Linked DNA regions of Mus musculus: all the other regions are linked to region 1. The links are chromatin contacts, called in public Hi-C, HiChIP or PLAC-seq and capture Hi-C maps. All regions are on one chromosome and are shown on one strand. The core of a region is the stretch at or near the end of the contact, and the rest is flanking DNA. Distances in the headings are between cores, read along the strand shown. Region 1 holds the start of Cnot6 (CCR4-NOT transcription complex, subunit 6). Region 2 holds the start of Rack1 (receptor for activated C kinase 1). Region 3 holds the start of Irgm1 (immunity-related GTPase family M member 1). Region 4 holds the start of Rufy1 (RUN and FYVE domain containing 1). Region 5 holds the start of Cby3 (chibby family member 3). Region 6 holds the start of Ifi47 (interferon gamma inducible protein 47).

Region 1 (3,702 bases), core at 604-3,103:
AGTTCTGTATATCAGCGTCTATGTCTGTTCAAAAAAAAAAAAAAAGCCTGAAATTTCCCAGCAACCATAATACATCTCAACTTATACAAGGATTCTCTTTCAAGAATATTCCAGTCACACTAGAAAATGTCTGCCACATACATTTTTGTCCACGTTAGCAAGCACCTGTGCACCTGTGAAATGGCTACCTGACCTACTTTAATATCTACCTGATAAAAATACCCGCTTCCTTCTCCAAACCCCAAATACTTAACAACTATATCACCCTTAACGTCTGCTTTATGACTACCCTCCTAACTCTAACATCCTGATCCAGTCTCTTCATTCTAGGCTTGGTTCCTCAGAGCCAGGTCAGAGAATTTGACTAGACCACTGGCTCCACGTAATTTTAATTCTAAAATGTATTCTTCAAAGCGCCAACTTCAAAAGACTGGCAGCAATTACAAAAAGCAAAATACGCCTTCACAATCTTTTGACCAGCCTACAGAACGGTTGCGGGATGGTGAAAATTTCTAGTGTGGGAAAGACAGTGCTATTACACACCGAATTGTTTTTTCATTTATTCTCCAAAGTTAAAATTCCAAGCAGAGGCAGAGAAGAATTTAGACCTAGTAGTCAATCAGGCAATCTACCTGTAAAACAGGTTTACCTGTACTCAAATTCTAGCAGATTATTTAAACACAGTAACAAGATGGCCTGTGCACAATGTTGTCACTTGCAGAAACAGTTAAAAGTAAAGAATTACAGTTGCTTATGAGCAGTCTCTGAAGACCGTTGTCAGGGTAGAAAGAGTCAAGGCGGGGGGGGGGGGGGGGGGGAAGGGGGGGTCACCAAAGTAAATAACCACTGTCTTTGAAACTAGGTTAAACTAGGGAAATTTTCTTCCAGAAATTAGTACTTGAGTCCTGAGTCCAATAATCTCTTCAGCTGATAATCACTTCTTTGGCCACGTAATCCGCCCCGCCCCTACCAATATCTGCGTTAAACGGACTTTAAAATACTTTAGGAGAAAAAGGGTGAGCATTAAGTCAATCCACGGAGTGCCAAGTTCCACGCCGCACAGTGCACACCCCCCCCCCCCCAGCACAGCCACTTCTCCAAAGTTGCCACCGGTTTGTCCCTAGTCCCGGCACCCCAGCTCCTCTCTTGAGGTGCGTGACCGGCCGGAGGCGGGGGTCCGAGAAGCCAGGGTTCACGCCACCGCCCTCTGTACGCCACCGCACTGCCGTCAATCAACACTCCCACCCCCCACCCCCAACCCAGGCCGAGCCCCGGGACTCCGCGCGGGGGGCGCGGCCAGGGGACCGACGGGATGGCGATCGCTGTGTGTGAAGGAGGGGGACGGACAGACGTCACTCCGAGAACTCCTAAGTTGTGCGCGAGTGCGCGCTCGGGGTCCCCGCCGGGGCGCGACCCCTGGGGGGGGATGGGGGAGCGCAGGCAGCAGAGCCTCGGCGGGACGTCGCTCGGGCCCGTCGCGCTCACCTCTCGAGCTGCGCCGCCTTCCTCCGCCGCTGCCGCCGCCTCCTCCCGATGAGTGCAGCGGGGTCTGCCCTGTGGAACCACCATACCAGTCCCGCCCGCTGCTGCAGCGCCTCCGCCGCCGCTCTTTGTTCCCCCTCCTCGGCCGCCGCTCCTCAGCCGCCCGCCTCGGCCGCCCCGGACCCCACGAGCCGCCGCTACGCTCTGCCGCCCTCTCGGACCCCGGCCTCGCCCTCCTCGCCGCGCCGGCCGCCGCCTTCGCCTCCGCGCCGTCGACGCCGCCGCCACCGACGCCGACGCCTCCTCTTCCGCGCCCCCCTCGTTTTCATTGAAAGCAAACAAGCATCATGGCGGCGGCCGCCGTCCCCCTCCCACCCCAGCCAGCGAACGCCCCGCTCACCGCCGCCTCTCCAACATCCCGGCTTCTCATTGGCTGACGCTGCTGGGCGCGACTATCCCGCGTCGTGCGGGGGTGGACTCTTGGCAGCCCGACGCTTTAGCCCCGTCCGCGTTCCCCCCGGTCTCGGAGCAGTGAGCCGGCCCGGCGCGCTCCTGCCCGCCCTCCCAGCCTCTCTTCCCGCTCTCTCTGCGCCTTTCCTTCTCCGCGCCTTCTGTCTCCTCCTCTCCTAAAGCTGTTTCTCCGCGGTTTAGTTGCTCTTTTTCTTTCTCGTCCACTTTTATCTCCACTTTACCCTTGATTTTTTTTTCCTCCTCTTGATTCATTTTGCTTTTTCCTTGGCCTGTCAATCACTTGGGAGCACAGATTAAATTCTCAGACGTTTAACCCTATCCAGTGTCTTGATCTTCCGAGAAAGAAAACTTACACTCTTCAATAGTCAACTAATTGTTCCTGCCCTAACTATGCAGGAAAAAAATAATTAATAGGCAGGGTTTGTTTGTTTTTTAAATTATGGGGTCCTAATTTAAGTAACGAACTATAGCTGCATTCGAGGGCTAACATAGTCTACTCAGGACATGTGGTTTCAGGTAAACCGGAAAAGGAATGGGCTGATTAATGATACTTACATCAGGAAAAAGTACTTGGCTGGTATTCAGGACACAGGGATTAATCAAGCTCCACCTTGTCGAGTCAGCGTCATGGTGTACGGGCAAGAGTAACGCCCAACAGGCTTCAAATACACTGGCGATATAGACTGACAGGAATTGTGTGAAGGAAAATAGCTACCCCGACCTCCGTGGCAGATCAGCCCAGAACTGAGCGTGAAATGGCTTCCAGGAACTAACAAGAAAAAAAAAAATGCCTCTCAAGGAAGCCCATCTTTCGTTCCAGGATGTGGGACTTGCATGGCTGTTGCCTAAGGCAGAAGAGAACTAGGCGAGCAAAGCAGCGAGGGACAAAAGCCTTTCCAAGAACCAGATGTTCTGTTCAAGGCAGTTTGTGTTTGCCTGGCCCCAGCATTGCCTTGAGATCATCATTGCCTGCTATTTGCCAGGATAGCAGTGTCAGTCTAAGCTTCTAGTGCCATGAGACGCTGGAAAAGTTAAGGCAATGGAGACACCCATCATACACGAGGAAATGACAGGCGCAGACGAGCTACCTGAAGATACTCTTAAGCCCTGACCTACTCAGGCTGTTCAGTGCCTATTTCACACAAAGGGTACAACTAGGCGGAGGGGCCAGGGGTGTAGACATCCTGCTGGCCTGTTCCCTTTCCAGTGCTGTGCCCTGGGAACCTGTGCTCCAGCCTAGAGAAGAGGGTTTCTTTGTGTAATTCATCTTCCCAAGGGCAGCTGCACTTTTTGACAGTGACTGTATGCCTCCAGAGGAGCCTAGTTGTGTAACAAAAACCTTAGCCTCATTAAGCAACAACTCCATTATAATCCTGGAATCAGATGCTTAGGTAGACAGTTCTACTCGTCCCACTTGTGTCCTTTCATGCCAGTGCCTCACAGAGGTGGAAGAATGTTGGATATCTGGCACCTCTGTGTCCCTTAATAACGCTCTTCCATCGATGGTGAGAGTGCTTCCTTATGGCTTTGTGGACCGTCTCCTCCATCTGGAGGTCATTCTGACCCACAATCAGGGCAGCTCAGGAATCTAAAGAGGAGGGAGCAGAAGCCCTCAAGTCTTCGAAAGCATCCCTCTTTGTCTGTATTCCATCCACCAAGCAAGCACAAGCCCGGTGTGGATTTGAGAGAGGAGGCAAGCCAGGGAGCAGTTGTACGCGCACGGCCTGATGGACTTACTCAGCGCCATTG
Region 2 (3,702 bases), core at 423-2,922, 910 kb before region 1:
AAACTAAACTCAGCTGGATGATGGTGGTGCATGTCTTTAGTCCCAGCGCTTGGGAGACAGAGGCAGGTGAACTCGGACTTCAGGGCCATCCTGGTCTAGAGGGCAAGTTCCAGAGCAGCTAAGGCTACACATTGTCTGGAAAAACAAAACACATAAGAAGAGGAGGAGGAGAAGTTAAATTCCATGCAATTTACGAATAGAAAAAAACAAGCCAGCATGGTCTACAGAGAGCCAGGGATACAAAGAGAAACACTGTCTCCAAAACAAAACAAAACCAAAAAAAAGAAAAAAAAAGAAAGAAAAACAAATACTTATACCTAGGGCTTGGTGTTTTAGGGCTATAATCTTAGTTACTTGGCAGGCTGAGGAAGGGAGATCATAAATTTAAGGCCAATTTGAGCTATGCACATCCTGAATCAAAACGAAACAAGGTTGAATGTGGTGATGAATTCCATCATCGAGGCCAGCCTGGTCTACAGAGTGAGTTTCAGGACAGCCAGGACTACACAGAGAAACCCTGTCTCGAAAAACAAAAAACAAACAAAAAAACGAACAAAAACTAAACAAGGCTGGGAGTTGGGTGGATTTAACTCTGTAAGGCACTCTTCCTAGCATGTGGGAGTTCAACCCATAGCACTAAAATAAATAATTAAATGTATCCTTTAGTTCACATAGACATTAGTGGTTGCTTACCTTCCTGACCTGTGTGTGCTCCTTAAAAAAAAAAAAAAAAAAAAAAAAAAAAAAAAAAAAGTGAAGCTGAACAAATCGGCTGTAGCCAAACACACATGGCAGGAGAGAAAATTCCTGACTTCAGCCAGTGCTCTGTGGCAATCACAAGCGCACTCACACACAAATACTTTAAAACATACAGTTAAAACTTTTTAAGGCCAGATCTGTGACATTTGGAAACACTACAAAATTTGAACACGTGTTGAGGTCATCGGGTTGCCAGGCTATCCGTGTTCCTCTGCTTCCCCGTCCGGGAACACTTCTTTCAGGGCAGCACAAGACAGACCAGCAGGCTTTTCTGGGGAATGATCAGAGGCACAGAAAGGGCTTCCAACAGAATCCCCAGAAATCTGAACCCAGCACTTCCTCCTTTATAGCCTCGCCGGGCGGCGGCTCGGTTTATAATTCCAGTACTTGGGAGACAGAAGCAGGTCGGTAGTTCAAAACCATCCTTGGCAACACAACCAGTTTAAGACTAGCCTTCGCTACATGAAATTTTGCCATAAAACAAACAAACAGGCCAGATTTGCTGGCACACGCCTCTAATTGCGACTTTAATTGTACTTCCGTAAGTCAAAGTTGGAGCCGGGGTCTCCAACCAAGGAACTGAACAGAAGCGGAAAGGGCGGAGCCGCGTCTCTGCCACGTAAGGGCGGAGAGGCCACTGTAGTTTGCTTGTGTGCCCTCAGCCCCACTTCTGCTTCCACGGCATGCTTTAATCTCCCGAGAAGCCTTTCTAAAACCCTGGCGCATCTGGCTTCAGAATGCATTTGTACAGCGCTGCCAAACTAGGTTGCGTGGCAGAAGAAACGACGATACTTGAGACCTACTCTCCCAGTTCCTCCCACTTCTCAGTGCAGCTATCTTTGAGCAGCAGTGAATCATGGGAATCCCCGCCTTGCTCTCCGAGTATTTCCGGTTCCGGCGGAGGCCGCTCTTTCTTTTTCTCCACAGGGTCGTGGTGGCAGCCGCTGTGGTGCTTGGCTCTCTGAGCTATCCGGTGCCATCCTTGTCGCTGCGGCGACCCTCGCATCAACTGCAGCCATGACCGAGCAGATGACCCTTCGCGGGACCCTTAAGGGCCACAATGGATGGGTAACACAGATCGCCACCACACCGCAGTTCCCGGACATGATCCTGTCTGCGTCTCGAGGTACGGGCTGCATGCCGGGTAAATCACCCGGTGTCCTGGGGACTGCATGAGAGTCTCGTGGTTAAGCAAGTGGCGCGCGTGTTGGCTCGGTTCATTCCCCAACCCAGTTGTTAGTTGGGGCGTGCATACCCCAACTTGGGCCCCAACCGGGACGACCCTTTACACATGAACGGAAACCGAGACACGTCGCGCAACTGTACTCACACCCCACCTCCCAAAGTTGGCGATTTTAAATCTCTCGCTTGCTTCCTGGAGATGTGTTTAAGTAGTTTTACGGGGCTACAAGACGGGCGGAGCAATGATGACCCCAACATGCCATCTGAGTGGCTTTGCTGAAATCCAGAGGCTGTTTCTGAGCTGTTGTCGCCTGGCCCTAAACTATAGACAGTGGGTAAACTTTGTAGATGCCTTGTTCCCCACATTTCCGGACTTGATTGTCCCGCCCTAGGTTTTCTTGTAACTAATGATTTTTTTTCTTTAATGATGTATCTTCATGTGTATTTCCTCCCTACCCACCCCAAAATTATGCTCATTTTCTCTCCTACCTAATACTAGGCTTATTATTGTCCGTTTCTGTGTAAGTTGGTTCGTGGCTAGGATTGTGTCTGATGCTACAATAACGGCTGCATTTATTTCAGTAACTCTCAGGCGGGAAAGGCTGTCTCTGCTCAGCCTACATACACCCAAGTGGTGCTTCTGCTGTTAATTAGTCTCGGGCCCGGACGATGACTAAGGTTAGGGTTAGTTTCCCAGACCCTGCATGGTAGCTTGCAGTCATCTGAAACTAGTTCCAGGAGACCTGACACGCACTTCTGAACACCATAGACACAGGTAGCACACATATGTATGTAGGGAGCCACTTTAAATAAAATACATTTTGAATGTGGAACTTAAGTCTCAATCCCAGGAAGTGTGGTGCCCATAGTCTCACATTACAGCTGAGATCTACAGCTCTTGATATTGTAGAGTAGTAAGCCTCTTTTATTTATAACTTGAAGTTTCTCTGTCCCGTTTACTGGCCCCAGTGACTTTAAGACTGTAAATGGTGCACAGTAAGTAGGCTTATACCAACCTTTACCAACCCTTTTAGACAAGACCATCATCATGTGGAAGCTGACCAGAGATGAGACCAACTATGGCATACCACAGCGTGCTCTGAGAGGTCACTCCCACTTCGTTAGTGATGTTGTTATCTCCTCTGATGGTCAGTTTGCCCTCTCGGGCTCCTGGGACGGAACGCTGCGCCTCTGGGATCTCACAACGCAAGTAGCTGCTTTGGAATCTTGGGGGGAAAGTGGGCAGAACTGAGGTAGATTCGCCGGGGTGCAGTCTCCCCTTGGTAATTGGTCCTTTTGTAGAGGGTAAAGCAACATTTGGGGGTGTTGTTTTAAACTGGGTACCTATGAAGTGTCTCATCTTGTACGTTGTCTTAGATGGGCATTTGGCAGATGTAATAGAGGATCCTAGTGATGACAAGACGACATTGTCAACCAATCCCCCACAAGGGAATGAGGACATGTCCTGCAATTCTGAATGGGTTCTCTGATACATGTCAGACATGACATAGGCTAGTAGTAGGTTCTAAGCCACGTGTGGACTGTGTGGGGTAATAGAGCCTACGGGGCAAGGATGAAGCTAGGAAAAGGCTCTAGCTGGATGGACAAAACCTGTCTAGAAAGTGACCAGGTTCTCCTTCTTAGGGGCACCACCACAAGGCGATTTGTCGGCCACACCAAGGATGTGTTGAGCGTGGCCTTCTCCTCTGACAACCGGCAGATTGTCTCTGGGTCCCGAGACAAGACCATAAAGTTATGGAA
Region 3 (3,702 bases), core at 808-3,307, 840 kb before region 1:
ACATGGGAAAGGTTGCCGTCACATATCACATCTGCATAGGGGCTGCCAGCCTGTCCAGCCTTTGACTATAGAAGCCATTCAGGGTCCCCCTCCAGCAGTTCTCATGTCAGACTGGCCAAGCTACGGAATATCCAGGGCTGTACTTCCTGCTTCAGTGTCAAGGGGCCCTGAGCTGGGTGTATAGGCACCAGAGTGGGCTGGTGATAAAGTCTGAGACAAAGCTGGCTGGAAGCCAGGGGGATGAAGCTGGACAAACTTCAGGGGTTGAAAACATTCTGTAATGGGGTGCAGAGACGGGGTACACAGACAAGAAGCTGTGTGACATTCAGTAGTGTCTTGTCCTCAAGGCAATTCTCTCCCCTCCATCTCACCTATCATTAGCCAGGGTCTAGTTCTGTATTGGTTTTACTTAACTGAGTTCCACTCACCAGAGTAGAAGATGAGAGCAAACCATGCTTTCTCAGAACTATTTATGTAACTGTGACTGTAGATGGAGACTTCCCACCTGCCTGCACACCCGAGAGCACCCGGTGCTGGACCCTGGACCTGCCTGCACACCCGGGATGGTGCAGGTCACAGCTGCACGCAGGAGCCAGTAACTCTCAGGAGGGCTGCTGAAGTCCATACATTACAAGCAGACTGGGAAAGGGCATGGATAACTGTATGAAGCTGCAGGATCCTCCAGGAGCCACACAGGAATGTTGGTGTGGACAGCCTTGGGATACCGTGCCTCAGAACTCCAACCCAGTATTTACAAAGAGCCCTTAGAATTCTTTCTGGGATTCAAGTGACCCTCCACTTCCTTTTTTGAGGATCATGACCAGATTATACTCCTATTTCACCTCTCTGCACAGGGGCGAAGATCCCCAAAGAAGAATATAGATCCTTGTGGCTGTCAATCTGGGAAAGAGGATGAGACCCGTGAGGAAATGTCTTTCGAGTCTCGCAACCGACACAGAACGGAGAGCATGCTCGCACACACTTGCCCATAGCTGCATGAAAGGTAGCAGGGACCACACAATTCCCTCTGATATTTATTTATCTTTGGAAAGTGTGATAAACTTGCTCACGGTGAATGGGGACAGTACTGAACCCACATGCTCTGGGAAGATGGTATTTGAAAAGCTCCCATCTCATTAACTATAAACTTACAGACTAGTGAAGGAGGTGGTTCCTTAAACAGAGACACTTTCTCCAATGCAAATAAAACATTTTAATGGAGTCAGACAAAAAGGTCACTATGATACCTTATACTCAAAACCTACTCTGAGATTCCTATTCCATGGGTAGTCCAGATAAGAAACAAACCTCCCCCCCCCCCTATTTTTTTCATGTATCCTAGATATTGCCTGTGGTCCATTCTAATCCTGGGCGTTTATTTTGTGGAGCTATGAAGAGACGCTATCTTAAATTCCAAGAGAATATGGGTTGGCACGCTCTGCCCTCCTTCAAATTTAGCCAGCATTAGAAGAACCACAAGGCCAGAAATAAGGTGAGGTACGCATTTGCCTCCAGGCTGGTGGTTTAGATATATCTGAACAGCAAAGATACAGCAGGGCTGTGTGGTACTAGACAGTCAAAGTGAGGCTCTGCTGTGGACACTGCCTGAGCAAAAGAAACCAGACCCCAAGGTCACATGACCTGTTTTCACGGTTTTACCGTTCATATTATATTGGGGGATTCATATTAGATTGGGGGTGGCCAAGCTACATTTAAGAGACTTTTACTTACCTGATCCAGAGGAGTTATTATGTGTGATTCGATGTTAGTGGCCTTCCTGGAACGTCACCCCTTTCTTCCTAGGACAAAAACGTTGCTGTCCTCCGGCAGAAGTTCCCTATGTAGAGATCCAAAACTGGAATATAGACCCGGATGTTGAGAGATGAGATGCAGAGGTCTGGAGTCCTTCTGAGAGGAGACGAACCAAGAGGAGGTCTGATCGCGTGGATTTTCTTTCAGCTTCTGGTCTTCGAGCAGACCTTGCTTTTTGTCCTGCACTTTCTAGACCGGAGATATGCCTGCCTGGGCCCAGCGGGGGAGCGGGGGGGGGACGGACTCGAATTGAGAATCAGTTTCGGTTTCTATTTCTTGAAACAGGCTAGTTTTCAGGATTAGGCTGGGCGGGCTGCATAGTAGTCTTCAAAGAGGAGCAGAACCCTGCTGTGCTGACTCACCGTCAACAGGGGTCGGGATGAGGGATTGGAGGTGGTGGTGGAAGTGGAGGGTGGGGGCGTTGGGGTTGGAGTTGTGTCTGTTTAGGGACTTTAACAGCCAGCCCCGCGTCAGACCTTCCAGTGTCTGAACCTGCTACTTCTTTCCGTGGATACCACCTGTGGAGATGCTGGCCCTGGGCAATGCTAACCTCCAGACCCAGCAACCTCAGGCCACCCCGAGCTTGGAGGCTGCACTGAGACCTTGTTCTGTATGATCGTTTACCCCGTTTGCCGGCTCACTTGATTAATCACACCTCTCTATATAAAGGAGAATGTCAGAGCACCAGGGAGTCGAGAATCGGGTTCTTGTCCTCGTTAGTGTTTGAGAGGGAAGAGGGTATGAGCTGAGAGGGGACATACTTCATTTTCCTCAGATCTAGGAGGTAGATTATTAGAGAGTAAACGCAGGGGCTGGACGCTTTGACCATGGCATAGAAGCACTGACCCCTGTGTAACGTTTTCATGAAGAAAAACAGAATTTTTTTTTTTTAAAGCAACCGGCCACGGTCACAGTGACAGAGGGGGCAGCGAAGAGGAGCCAAGTAGCTTTCAGAGTGTCGGGCGGCTGTTATTCTCTCTGCTGCTCTTCTGTACCTACCGGTGAGTTCTTACTGCACAGCAAAGAGGGGCAGAGCTGAGCCTGTTCCATAGTCACTGCGAGAGGGAGACAGATTGGGCCAGGAGGAATGAGGCGGCTCCTCACACAGGCACTAACCAGTGTTCCAAACTCTACTTCTGCCCATTACAGGCTCAGTATTGCCCAGAGGTTTGGGCAATGTGATCCTCTGGTCACAAGGAGCCCTTTGTCACCCCTCCAAGTGACCAGTAATGTGATCCTCTACCGGCGCTGGTGGCTTTCTCTTTCTCCTTACCGGAAAAGACTGAGTTGCTGAGAAGAGGAACAAGTGTGAGCTGTTGTTTAATGAACTGGAGGCCTTGAGTGATAGCCAGGATCTGTCCTTGTTTGATTCCTCTAAGCCCTCAGCTTCTCCTCAAAGCCTGAGGAGAAAGCAGGCTAGTTTCAATGTCTGTCTTTGAGAGACTGGACAATCTGTATGTCCTGCTTTCTTTATGTGATTTCTATAAGAACAAACAGGAACAGGTCTGAGCACAGTACAGGAAGGCCAGGAAGAGAGTTTCTGGAACCTTCTGTCTCAGTGAGCCAGCATTTCAACTCAGCACTTTGTGTTTCCCCAGGGCCAGGGTCTCCCTTGAGCTCAGAGTTAGTTCTCTCAGGCTCTTGCTCCTGCGGAGGAACTGAGGCTGGGCACAGCAGGGTTTGTTATAACTGGGTGTCAGGTAAAGATTCCTCAGGGCAGGATGCTGTGTGTACACAGTCAATAATCAGAACACAGGCGGTCTGTCCTTAAAAATGTCACTGGCCGAGAATCTTTGGCTTCCCTAACCTACTCTCTGTGTAGACCAGGCTGGCCTTGAACTTACGGAGTTTACCTGCATCTGCTTCCTGAGTGCTGGAGCTAAAAGCATG
Region 4 (3,702 bases), core at 310-2,809, 720 kb after region 1:
GTTCGAGTCCAGCCAGGTCTACAGAGTGAGTTCTAGGACAGCCAGGGATACTTAGAGAAACCCTGTCTCAAAACAAAAAACTAAAAACAAAACAAAAAAACCCCAAACAAAAACCAAGACCAAAACCGAAAAATCAAGGTTAATTCATTACCAAGGAAAGAAGCTTTTTTGTTGTTTTTGTTGTGATTTTGTTCTTTAAAATAAAATCTGGGTACTAAAGTCTATTGTATGCACGTGATGCCCCAGGCATTTACAGTCAACACTCACTTTACCTCAGCAACCTGAAGTCTGCATGGTCCATTCACAGTAAGTGACCAGGCCAAGTGAAACGTGGTTATTTATTTATTTGTCTGTTTATTTATTTAGAGGCAGGGGCTCACTGTGTACACCAGGTGGGTCTCAAACTCTCAGAGCTCCACAAGCCTTTACCTCCTAAGTGCGGGTCTTAAAGGCGAGCACCACAACGCCCTTGGCTATCCTTTATATTTTAATTTTAGATATGTTCAGAAACACCAATGGATTATAATTAGCGCAGTTCTGAGCACGTACATTAACATGTGCAGGAAGTATGCACCCGAATCACCAAGCCCAGCTATAAAAAACAAATAATAATTTACTTTTGTTCTTTATTGGTATGCTGAAATTCTAATCTAGATCATAACAGCTGAATTGGATTATTCAACGTAGCTGATTAATTTTTTTTTTAATCCCCGTTTTTATAGACTGGGAAACGCGAGTAGGACAGGTGATGGGAAGTCTTCGTCCCACGGGGGGTGGGGTTGGGGGTTAGTGGCGGGAGAATAAAGGGAACTAAAACCTCCTGACTCTGACTCGCTGCTCTCACCAACTTTGGAATACGCTGTCAACCTCAGCCGCAGGTGCAAACCGGCTGGCTGCCGAGATTGTTAACTGGGGACCAGCACCGGACTTCATTTGTCAAGTATGCAAAATACGAACACTGGTGATTTTCCGTCTAAGCCTCTAATGTAAACCTCCTATTTAAAGTCAATCCGTGATCACGACGCAGCTGCTCTGAGGTTCACAAAGACAAACAAGGTGGGAGGGGAGTCCCGGGCCGCAGTCACCCTGGCCCGGTGGGTGACACCAATTGCAGAGCCCCGTGCCGCGCCGCGCGGCACAGCTCCGCGGAGCAGCTCGTCCGGCCGGTCAGGTTTCCCCAGCCCGGGAGCAGCCCCGGCCCGCGGGACCCCGGCCTACCTGCGCGCTCCCCGCCGCCGCCGCCGTCTCCCAGCCCCGCGGCCGCGCGCAGCGCGCTGCCGCAGCTCGCCGACAGGTTCCCGGTGGCTCTGCGCGCCAGCGTCAGGATGGGCGCCGACCAGCTGTCGGCCACTCGAGGCCGCGACGCACTCCGCAGCTCGCCGGGACTCGGCAGCTGGCTCCGGTCCACGATCTCGAACGCTTCCCCGGACTCTAGGCCTGCTTGGGGCTCAGGCTCCGGCCCCGGCTCGGACTCCGGCTCCCGCTCCGGCTCCGGCTCCGAATCCTGCCCCGCCCGGCGGCATTCTCCGCGGGCGGCCATGTTGTTAGGTCACGTGACCCGCCGCTGCCCTGGACCGACGACCTTAAGCCGCTGCGGCCTTGCTCGCTCTCACCTGGGCTTGCTTTCCTTGTATAGCATTCGGGAAAGTACGATTCCTAACCGTAGGTGATTCCCAGCCCGGAGCACTTGGAAGTTACTTTTGGACTTTCTACTTCCCACCCCGGGAATGCGCCTTATTTTAACGTTTTGCGACACAACTTCCTCTTTTAAACTTTCATTTCACATGCCTTTTCCCCCTTTGAATCAAAATCTCACTGTTGGATTTTTATTTGTTGTTGTTATTGTTGTTTCTTTCCCCCACACAAGGGAGACATTAAAACAGGCCATGTAGCCAAGTGGTGGTGGGACAAGCATTTAATCCCAGCATCAGGGAGGCATAGGCAGGCAATATCGCTGAGGACAGCAGAGTCAACGGAGTGAGTTCCAGGACAGCCAGAGTTACACAGAGAAACCCTGTCTCAACAACGCAGTCCCCATCACCCCCAGTAGGCCACTTGGCAGGGGTGTGCTTAACTACTTTTTTCTGGGGTGTGTGTGTGTGTGTGCGCGCGCGCGTGCGCGCGCGCGCGGCATGGCAGTTCTGGGAATTGTACTTCGTATCTCATACATGCTAATCAAGACCTCTACCACTGAGCTTCACCCAACCCCCAACACACATAACCAACAGGACCGTTGAATTTGTGATCCTCCTGTCTCCATCTCCCAAGTGCTTCTGACCCCACACCATGCTAGGCAGGCACTCTACTAGCAGAACTAGCAGAGCTATGTTCCCAGTCAGAATTTCAGTCTGTAGCTCCGGCTGGCCTAGAACTCAGTAATAGAGCACTGGCCTTGAACTGGTGATCCCCCTGCCTCTGTCAAGTGAGTATGGGGATTTTATGTGTGCCTTACCATGCCAACTCATGTCTAATATTTTCGACTTCATATTTTTCGGCAGCTTTCTTCAGAACAGGCTGTAAAAGGGCTGCCAAAGAAATTAGGACAGATGAGTCAGAGGTGTGTGTGTGGTGGTGGGGCTTTTTCTTTCAAATCAAATGAATCTGAATGACAGCCTAGCAGGCAAGGTCAGCAGTGGTGGTCTGGAAATGAGCTCTGTATTCTGCTATTAATTAAGTTGATAGGAATTGAACCAACCTCATTCCTAAGTGATAAGGAAACGCAGCACACAACGTACCTTGTGATTATTGTCTCTGCTTTCCAACTCTGGCTTGGATAAGTCACCCTACAGATATGTGGTTATTCAGCCTATTTTCTTACTAGGGATAGAAGGGAATTTGGCAAGATGGAGATGCGAATGTCATGAGAATGTAACAATTTGCAAAAAAGAATTTAACAGTTTGGACCATGTCAAACCACAGAACTCTTAGTGTTTAAAATTATTACAGTGTTGTTGCAGGCCAGGTGTGGTGGCACACACTTTTAATCCCAGCACTTTGGAGGCAGAGGCAGGTAAATTTTTGTGAGTTTAAGGCCAGCCTAGTTTACATAACCAGTTTCAGTCCAGCCAGGGCTAGGTAGTAAGATCCTGTCTCAACAAATAGAATAAAATAAAATGTTGTGGTAGATTGTTAGAGATCAAATAATTTCACCTAAAAATTTGGATTTTAGTCCTTTTTGAATCATGGACAACTTAGAATATGTTTCCTGATGGTAGCACATTATTGGTAGTGGTTGGATGGCTGCTATGAGAAATTATTTGTGCTCCCTTTGGCATTACAGACACTAAGCCTCGAACAATATAGAGAAGCTTAGCATAGCGTCTGTGTGCTCTGAGGCACAGAGGAAAGGTTCATGTTGTGTGTAGATCATCATGCCCACTGCACCAAGCTGCAGGAGGAGAAGCATGTGATGAGGCCTTACACAGGGCTAGGCTCAAGTACACTGACCGATAGAAGATCCACCCACATCTCAAAGAATGGGGCCGTCACCAAATTTAATGCAGATGAATTTGAAGATCTGAGAAGTGACTCAGCCTCGGTGCACCTTCACAATGCTTGGTGGTTTCTGTGGTGGCAGTGTCTCAGACAACCCCGCCTGTTTCGGAAATGTGGCAGGGGCTAATGCAGATTCATTGATTCCCACTTTAATTCTGTCACACTGCACACAGTAAATATAGCTCTCTATAGGTCTCTATTATGTGG
Region 5 (3,702 bases), core at 508-3,007, 650 kb after region 1:
CCACTACTTCTGGTGGGTGGTGGGCTACAAGGGAGGTTAAAGCATTTAAGAACCACCATTAAGGGCCGGCGAGATGGCTCAGAGGGTAAGAGCACTGATTGCTCTTCCAAAGGTCCTGAGTTCAATTCCCAGCAACCGCATGGTGGCTCACAACCATCTGTAATGGGATCTGACACTCTCTTCTGGTGTGTCTGAAGTCAGTTACAGTGTACTTATGTATAGTAATTAATCTTTAAAAAAATCATTAAAAGTAGGATTTGAAAAAAATTAAAAAGTTACTGGAAGAGTATACAAATATCATGCAGGAAGCCCTGGGCTCAATCTGCCCCCAAAAGTTTCCATTGCTACACTCTGGACTAAGGTTGCACTAAAATTCCTGGAGGGCAATCTACATGTGTTCTAGAGCAATACCAGATTCCTTATGCTCACCTCCCATCCACCCCATTGCCAAGAATGTTGGCTTAAGGTACTGTGTGCCACAGCCTATAGGCTGGAGCTGCTCAGGAGACTAAGATGGGAGGAGGATCACTTAGGCCTAGGAGATTTGAGCCAGCTTAGGCTAACAAAGTGAGATCAGGTCTCCAAAAACCCAAGTAAGGGGCCTGAGATGGCTCAGTGAGGGAGGGGCCTGCTGCACAAGCCTGAGACCCTGAGTGCAGAACCCCAGTTCTCATGGGATTGAGTGAGTGTGGCAGCCTGCATCTCTAACCCCAGTGCTGACACGGGACACTGACACACACAATCTGCAGGGTACAGCAATGTCTGTCTGGAACTTAAGGGAGAGACAGAATGAGTAAGATCCCTCTGCCCTATCTTCATTAATACAACACATGACTTTCATAGCTGGCCAGAAGTCGAGTGGTACCCAACTCCCACCTTGTTCACAGAGTGCATCTCTGGGAGCTCTCTCTCACCTTTGATGTCACTACAACTCCAAGAAGACACTTCCCTGGCAAAGGTGGGGGTAGAAGATCCCTACAGCTTTTTGGCCAGCTGGCCTTTTGACTCTGCTAACTCCAGGTTCAGTGAGACTCTGACTCAAAAAATAGGGTGGAAGACCAGGCAGGTTGGTGCACTTTTGATCTCAGCACTCTAAGGCAGAGCAAGTGGATCTCTGTGAGTCTGAGGCCAGCCTGGTCTACAGAGCTAGTTCCAGGATAGCCAGGACTCCATAAAGATACCCTGCCTTTATGTTTATAATAAGTAAACAAACAAGTAAGGTGAAGAGTGATCAAGAAGATACTGGAGGTTAGCTTTTGGCCAGAGGTCACACTACCCATACTCCCACCTTCCACATAGAAGCCAGAAACATATGATTATAATCCGGCTGGAAGGCTAAGGCAGGAAGCAGGCAGATCCCTTTGTTGTTGTTTTGTTTTGTTTTTCCAGATAGGGTTTCTCTGTGTAGCCCTGGCAGCCTTGAACCAGGCTGGCCTCGAACTCTTGAAACCCACCTGCTGCCACTGACTGGCTCAGGAGGATTCTTACTAGCCTGGGCTACAGGGTAACCTGGGCTATCCTGTCTCAAAAGGACCTAAATCAAAACAAAGATTTAAACAAAATGAGGGGTGCGATTTTATGATTGAACGTCTTCCCTCCCCCAGAACAGTGCCTGGAGCACAGTCAATGCTCCGGAAACTTCCCGTAACTGAACACACTTCACTGTCTACACCACCTCTACCCTAGGAGGCCTGGCAGGGAGGCATTGTGAGTCACAGCTGGCAGACAGGTGGGTGCCATAACCCAGAAATGGGGCCAGGCCTGGGACAGCAGCTTGGGCACCGCCACCACATCTTCCAGGTGAGGAACAACTCACAAGGAATGTCAGGAAACAGTCTACTGGGGAAGTTGTAACCTCAAAGATGGATGTGTAGGGACTTCCAGAGACTCGCTCCATGAGTTAAATCAGGGGGTGGGGGAGAACACCTGTCTCTGCCCACCTGCACAATTCTGTTGGGTTTAATGAAGGTGTGGCAAAGGAAACCCGACAGCAGTTTTCACTCCTGCCCTCGATGGCAGGAGAGGTATTTGAAAAACCACACTGTAGAATCAGCACTTTATAGGTGTTGTGAGAAGAGTTAGGAAGCAAGTAAGATGGGTTCTGGTAGTTATCTGGGCTTTAGATTCCTATCAGTAGTTGGCTAGGAACAAAAGTTAACTCTAGTGTGCAGCATTCTAGTTACTTGAAAGCTAAGTATGGGTCTAGGCTAAGGCACCTACCTGTCTGTCCTATGATGTCATTGATTACACTGGATGTTAATACACGCCTTTCCAGCTGGACCAGGAACATCTTGAGGATAGACAAAGGCTGTGCTTGTGGTATCCTCTGTGCAGGCCAGACCTGGCATGGAGCAGGTGCCAGTGCTAGAATGTGCTAGACATCTCACCAGACAGATGCTCTGCCGAGTTCACACTAACCCTGACTTTGCAGCCATCAGCAGCCTCCCTTAAAGAATGACAACCACAATGTTCAATTTCCCTGTACTGTACCGAAAAATGCCCTCTGGCTCACCTTTCTAGCCTACGTTTCTGCTATTCTCGGAACCAATCCTATTTGTCGGCTCTTTCATGCATCTGGAACATGACAGCCCTTTGCCTCACAGCTGTCAGCAAGAAAAGGCCTGTCCTACTTGCTTGGCTACTGATCTCTACTTGTGGCCCCCTACCTGTGGTCTCTTCCAGCATTTCAGAGAACGTGGTTTCTGGGCCTTTACATTATCTCTTTTTTTGTTTGTTTTTCGAGATAGGGTTTCTCTGTGTAGCCCTAGCTGTCCTGGAACTCACTTTGTAGACCAGGCTGGCCTCGAACTCAGAAATCCACCTGCTTCTGCCTCCCAAGTGCTGGGATTAAAGGCATGTGCCATCACTGCCCAGCCCTACATTATCTCTTACACACCTACATCCTAGATAAAGGGTCCCGGGGAGGTAATTTTGGTGAACACGGCTGGTGTGACTATGCAGGAATGGGCTCCCCTACTAGCCTACAACTGCAGAGTCTAGCCTGAGCAGGCCGCTCACAGGCCATTTGCTTTCCAGCAGTGCCACTGGCTCGCCTTCACCATTCCAGAACATCAGGGTTCCAGACACCCGCGCGCCCCGCGTGGCCCACACCACCTTCACCCTGGAGGCCTTTGAGTGCCTGGCGGCGAGCCAAGCGGGCCGCCTGTGGAAACAGGTGAGGCAATTCTGGGTCGACCACTTCTCGCGCCGCTTCTCGCCGCGGAGGCCACCGCTGCGCCATATCTCATCCATGTCCACCTTCTATCTGCTGGACCACCGCACGCGACAGGCCGAACTGGGGCTCAACTACGGCGAGCCGCGCACCCGACTGAGCGACGAGGCCTTCGTTTTCCGCGGCGGCCGCTGGACCCCAGAGGGGAAGCGCGCAAGCGCGCGCACGCCTCTGCCCTCCTCCACCATCCCGGCCTGGAAGCCACAAGTGCAGCCGATTAAGAGCCAGGTGCTGCTGGAAGAGAATAACTACCTGAAGCTGCAGCAAGAACTGCTCATGGACATGCTAACAGAGACTACGGCGCGCATGCAACTGCTGGAGAAGAAGGTGGACGCGGATAACAACCCTGCGGCCCCGGCGCGCTCCTGGAAGAGAAAGATGCCCAAGCAAAGGGGCGCGGGAGTACTTATAATCCAGCCGCGCGCTCTGGAGTCGCGGTGATGCAATAAAGTTGTACCTAAAGCAGGGCC
Region 6 (3,702 bases), core at 661-3,160, 630 kb before region 1:
CCCTGTGGAGAGTGGAAGATAAACAAGTTCAGAATGCCTAGCACGCTGCTTCTCTTGGCTGCCCCTTTCCTGTGTGCTTGACAATGTTTCTGTTTTTGTTTTTTTTTTTCTGGTTTGATTATTAACAATTTACCACAGTATGTCACTATTCTAAGGAAGTGCAGGATCTATGTCACACATCTACACATTTTAAATGCAGAGTTCTGTGACTGGCTATGTCTACTGGGTCATCTGTCACATAGGAACACATACCTATCACACACATAGACACATATACCAGCTCATAGAAATGCACGCATGTATGGGTCCAGCATGTGTACACATGAATGAACACACAGCTTTGTCCTTGACCTAGGATGATGTGGTCACTCACCATTTGCTTTGTAACTAAAGAGAGACCCATAGTGTCCTTCTCAGGGACATTGCAGGTGTCTTAGCTCTGAATTAAGCAGATCTGGTTTCTCCTGGACATTCAGACTTCCAGCTCATTCACCCTTCTCTTGTCCCACTGTACCGTGGGAGCCCCATGATGCTGAGGAATGCTCTCATAGTGATAAAGAGAGATGGTGCCCTTTCTCCCCTTTTCATACCTCAGAGTATCTTCATGGTGAATCTGTGACACATTGCCATATAATTGAGTCACGGCTTCAGTTATCTGGAAGCCAGGCACTATACCTCAAGATTTCAATGTTCAGAACTAAATTTTGGCTCTCATATAGAAACCAAGAAAGAGATGTACTTGGTTCTCATACAAGAATCCACTAAGCATGTGAACGTCTGTGTACAGAAGGAGACAGAGTCACTGTGTGCCTTCAGATAATCAAAAATCGGACCCATAGACCATGGACGGTATCAACCTCCCACTCTCTGCACTCACCCAGCCATTCAAATGGAGAATAAACTCAAATCACACAGAGCTGGAAAAAAAAGACACCATTTTAATTAACAGGAGCATGTAATCTGTTCTTCATATCTGATTACATGTGTTAAAATTACGCAGAAACTCCGGGCGTGGTGGTACATGCCTTTAATCCCAGCACTCGGGAAGCAGAGGCAGGAAGATTTCTGAGTTCGAGGCCAGCCTGGTCTACAAAGTAAGTTCCAGGACAGCCAGGGCTATACAGAGAAACCCTGTCTCAAAAATACAAAACAACAACAACAACAACAAAAACCAAACCAAAACAAAACAAAACAAAAAATTATGCAGAAACACTGTCAATATAACCCAAACCATCCATGTTCAGAGACAGACTTCACCAAGGACAGAACATGTCAGCAACAGCTTCTTTTCCCAACATGGCAGCAAATGTCTTTCCTCCATGGTGATAAACGTTAAAACCAACAAAACCTGTGAGGGATTATCTCATTGCATCAAATGATGTTTTTGGAAAACCTGTCTTCACTTTGTGCCAGACTACGCTCTCATGAGGGAATCCTGAGGTAGATAAAATGAGAAAGGAAACTAGGAAGACTCCATTACTCTCTTTCCTGAGTTGTCTTGGTGGCTCTGGATCCTGTGAGACCCCAGGTTCATGGGTGCCTTGGGGCTGAAATGAGGTTAGTCAGCCACAGTGTTCCTGAGAAGGACAAGGAGGCAGACGCATGGCACAGTCCTTCCCGATGGGCAGTGTGTTTCAGTCATTCACTGGCGTCTTTGGAAAACCCCTCATCTCTTTCATCCTTGTCCCCAGGAATCCTTTGGCTTCAGAGAACTCATTCCCCTGATGTCTTGGCCGAGTGACCCTTCACAGGCCAAGTGGAAATGTCTTCCTGGCCTTGAATCTTCCAGGCTTCTTTCATTCTCTGACCAAGTTAAAGTCCTTTTCTTTTTCCTGGAAATGTTTATGCTGCAGGGGAAACAAAGAAAGAGCTTTAGTTTCACTTTTGTTTCCTGCAAATATATCTTTCATTTTTTTCTCTCTGCTAGGGCTCATTGCTTCAGACTTTCCTGAAGGAGGGCAGACCCGTGCCGTTGGTGGTGGCTGTGCTGTGGGCTGCAGTGAGAAACAGACCCGGTATTTTCTACTTCTTGGATCTGGTGAGTGCGAAAAGCCTTTGCACCTGGTGTGACCTAGGTTTTGGCTTTGTGGGAAGAGGGCAGAGCTGGCTTGGATAGGCAGCAGGTCATGTCACCGGTCTATCACAGATAGGAGTCATGGGTCTGGAACTGCCTTTTGGTGCCAGTTGTTCTGTGAGAGTTCTGAGTAAGTTTGGACTGAGCAGAGTCTTTATGGGTGACTCTCATAGGAAACGTACCATGCTCACTGTAATGTGGCCGGATCTCACCACCAGAGAGTATGGCATAACCCTGCCAGCTTTGCTTTCTTTTCTTTCCTTTCCTTTCCTTCCCTTCCTTTCCTTTCCTTTCGTTCCCTTCCCTTCCCTTCCCTTCCCTTCCCTTCCCTTCCCTTCCCTTCCCTTCCCTTCCCTTCCCTTCCCTTCCCTTCCCTTCCCTTCTCTCTTTTCTTTTCTCTTTCTTTCTTTCTTTCTTTCTTTCTTTCTTTCTTTCTTTCTTTCTTTCTTTCTTTCTCTCCTTCCTTCCTTCCTTCCTTCCTTCCTTCCTTCCTTCCTTCCTTTCTTTCTCTCTCTTTCCTTCCTTCCTTCCTTCCTTCCTTCCTTCCTTCCTTCCTTCCTCCCTCCCCTCCCTTTTTAAAAAGTCTCATCTGTATTTACTTTTTTTTTTTTCTAGATAGGGTCCAGCTGTGGGCCTAGGGTAAATGTGGCTTTTATTTCCTCTCAGGAAAAGAAGTTAAAGGGTGGTTTTCTCAGTTACCCCAACCTAAGGAAAGGTGGGTGTGCACCGGAGGCTAGGGCTAGAATTGCTGGATCATTCTGACAGACTCCTCTGTGTCCACTTGCTGGCACTCGATGCAGGGAGGGTATGGGTGAGAGTCATTCCCCTGCAGTAGCAGCTCGGTTATCAACAGAGGCACAAGGTGGTATGTGCTGGTGTTCACAAAATGGAAGGCAGAGCACGTGCCCTGAGTGAAGAGCAGGACTGGGTGGCCGATCCACACCCAGTGTCTGCCTGGTACAAGGCCTGACTGCTGTGGCTCTTTTCCCAAGGGCCCAAGGGGCCCCAGAAACATCACTGCGTCCTATGGTCCCTTAAATGTCCATCTCAAACTTCACCGCCTGCCCGCTTATCTTCCGGGCTGCTGTGCAGGTGGTGGCTCTGGCTGGCTTGCATGGGAGGCTCACCGCTGGTAGGGCTAGTGACCCAGAAATGGCTGGCAGGTCCTTTGGGGGTGTTTTGGCAACAGGTGAGTTCTGACACTCCATCAGGAATTTCCAGTCATAGATGATTTGGGTTGTGTGTGTGCCGCTGGGGGTGGTGCTGTAGTGCCTGGGCGGGAGCTGCACGCCTCATCGAGGGCTACGTGGTGAGTGGGGGTTGCCCAGCTGGGAGTCTGGCTGCAGCTGCTGCCCGCTGATACGTCTCCTGCACACCGCCCACGACCCTCCAGCAATCCCGCCCAGCCCGTCTCGCCCTGTATTTACCTTTTAAACAGAATGTGATCGGGCACTATTATTTCCATTCACAATCCTTGCTGAGTTACAAGACCTAGGGAAACTTAGGGTTTTGTTCTGGGTACTTTGGAAAACAAGCCACTTGGGGAATTCCTCTGTCAAGTTGTTTTAACTTGTGTTTACTTCTAAGACTGGTACATGCAAAGCCATCTTAATGTGGTCTACTAAGGA

The links. A called contact is a pair of places that touch in the nucleus more often than the background predicts. HiChIP or PLAC-seq counts read pairs in DNA pulled down with a chosen protein or histone mark. Capture Hi-C pulls out chosen DNA fragments and counts their contacts.
Region 2: an H3K27ac HiChIP or PLAC-seq map of microglia shows a contact between it and region 1, with 6 times the contacts expected there. The contact joins the promoter of Rack1 here to the promoter of Cnot6 in region 1. A contact is called at or near these places in 13 of 39 promoter capture datasets (the 3T3-L1 cell line, the C10 cell line, the HPC-7 cell line and 10 more), 2 of 484 Hi-C or Micro-C datasets (the HPC-7 cell line and uterus), 5 of 115 datasets of contacts at active chromatin or transcription factors (astrocytes, bone marrow-derived macrophages, extraembryonic endoderm stem cells and 2 more) and 1 of 9 other capture datasets (adipose tissue).
Region 3: a contact with region 1 is called in a FOXA1 HiChIP or PLAC-seq map of pancreatic cancer cells. The contact joins the promoter of Irgm1 here to the promoter of Cnot6 in region 1. A contact is called at or near these places in 2 of 39 promoter capture datasets (erythroid cells and hippocampal neurons), 3 of 484 Hi-C or Micro-C datasets (CD4 T cells, muscle stem cells and rod photoreceptor) and 2 of 115 datasets of contacts at active chromatin or transcription factors (memory CD8 T cells and pancreatic cancer cells).
Region 4: a capture Hi-C map of macrophages shows a contact between it and region 1, with 2.6 times the contacts expected there. The contact joins the promoter of Rufy1 here to the promoter of Cnot6 in region 1. A contact is called at or near these places in 5 of 39 promoter capture datasets (erythroid cells, hematopoietic stem and progenitor cells, liver and 2 more), 4 of 484 Hi-C or Micro-C datasets (CD4 T cells, the MNK3 cell line, muscle stem cells and 1 more), 2 of 115 datasets of contacts at active chromatin or transcription factors (large pre-B cells and pancreatic cancer cells) and 3 of 9 other capture datasets (adipose tissue, liver and macrophages).
Region 5: an H3K4me3 HiChIP or PLAC-seq map of pro-B cells shows a contact between it and region 1, with 4 times the contacts expected there. The contact joins the promoter of Cby3 here to the promoter of Cnot6 in region 1. A contact is called at or near these places in 1 of 39 promoter capture datasets (hematopoietic stem and progenitor cells), 2 of 484 Hi-C or Micro-C datasets (embryonic stem cells and group 2 innate lymphoid cells) and 2 of 115 datasets of contacts at active chromatin or transcription factors (large pre-B cells and pro-B cells).
Region 6: a contact with region 1 is called in a Hi-C map of CD4 T cells, with 3 times the contacts expected there. The contact joins the promoter of Ifi47 here to the promoter of Cnot6 in region 1. A contact is called at or near these places in 1 of 484 Hi-C or Micro-C datasets (CD4 T cells) and 2 of 115 datasets of contacts at active chromatin or transcription factors (memory CD8 T cells and pancreatic cancer cells).

The regions. Positions count from the first base shown.
Region 1 is chr11:49,710,869-49,714,570 of GRCm38.p6, forward strand. It overlaps Cnot6 (CCR4-NOT transcription complex, subunit 6), which reads right to left and starts at 1,854. Exons shown (of 12, transcript NM_212484.2): 1 at 1,486-1,854. It overlaps Gm36411 (a long non-coding RNA gene), which reads left to right and starts at 2,604. Exons shown (of 4, transcript XR_879826.3): 1 at 2,604-3,702.
Region 2 is chr11:48,798,688-48,802,389 of GRCm38.p6, forward strand. It overlaps Rack1 (receptor for activated C kinase 1), which reads left to right and starts at 1,673. Exons shown (of 8, transcript NM_008143.3): 1 at 1,673-1,885; 2 at 2,976-3,147; 3 at 3,586-3,702. The coding sequence starts at 1,777. It overlaps Gm36109 (predicted gene, 36109), which reads right to left and starts at 716. Exons shown (of 2, transcript NR_166852.1): 1 at 694-716. LOC115485831 (a small nucleolar RNA gene) reads left to right here and starts at 2,178; the gene lies at 2,178-2,245. It overlaps Snord96a (small nucleolar RNA, C/D box 96A), which reads left to right and starts at 3,346; the gene lies at 3,346-3,422.
Region 3 is chr11:48,869,363-48,873,064 of GRCm38.p6, forward strand. It overlaps Irgm1 (immunity-related GTPase family M member 1), which reads right to left and starts at 2,058. Exons shown (of 3, transcript NM_008326.2): 1 at 1,732-2,058.
Region 4 is chr11:50,429,566-50,433,267 of GRCm38.p6, forward strand. It overlaps Rufy1 (RUN and FYVE domain containing 1), which reads right to left and starts at 1,560. Exons shown (of 18, transcript NM_172557.3): 1 at 1,219-1,560. The coding sequence starts at 1,540.
Region 5 is chr11:50,356,004-50,359,705 of GRCm38.p6, forward strand. It overlaps Cby3 (chibby family member 3), which reads left to right and starts at 1,758. Exons shown (of 2, transcript NM_029691.1): 1 at 1,758-1,800; 2 at 3,037-3,699. The coding sequence starts at 3,251. The coding sequence ends at 3,673. It overlaps Mir804 (microRNA 804), which reads right to left and starts at 1,876; the gene lies at 1,782-1,876.
Region 6 is chr11:49,085,107-49,088,808 of GRCm38.p6, forward strand. Ifi47 (interferon gamma inducible protein 47) reads left to right here and starts at 1,911. Exons shown (of 2, transcript NM_008330.2): 1 at 1,911-2,038. It also overlaps the pseudogene Gm12188.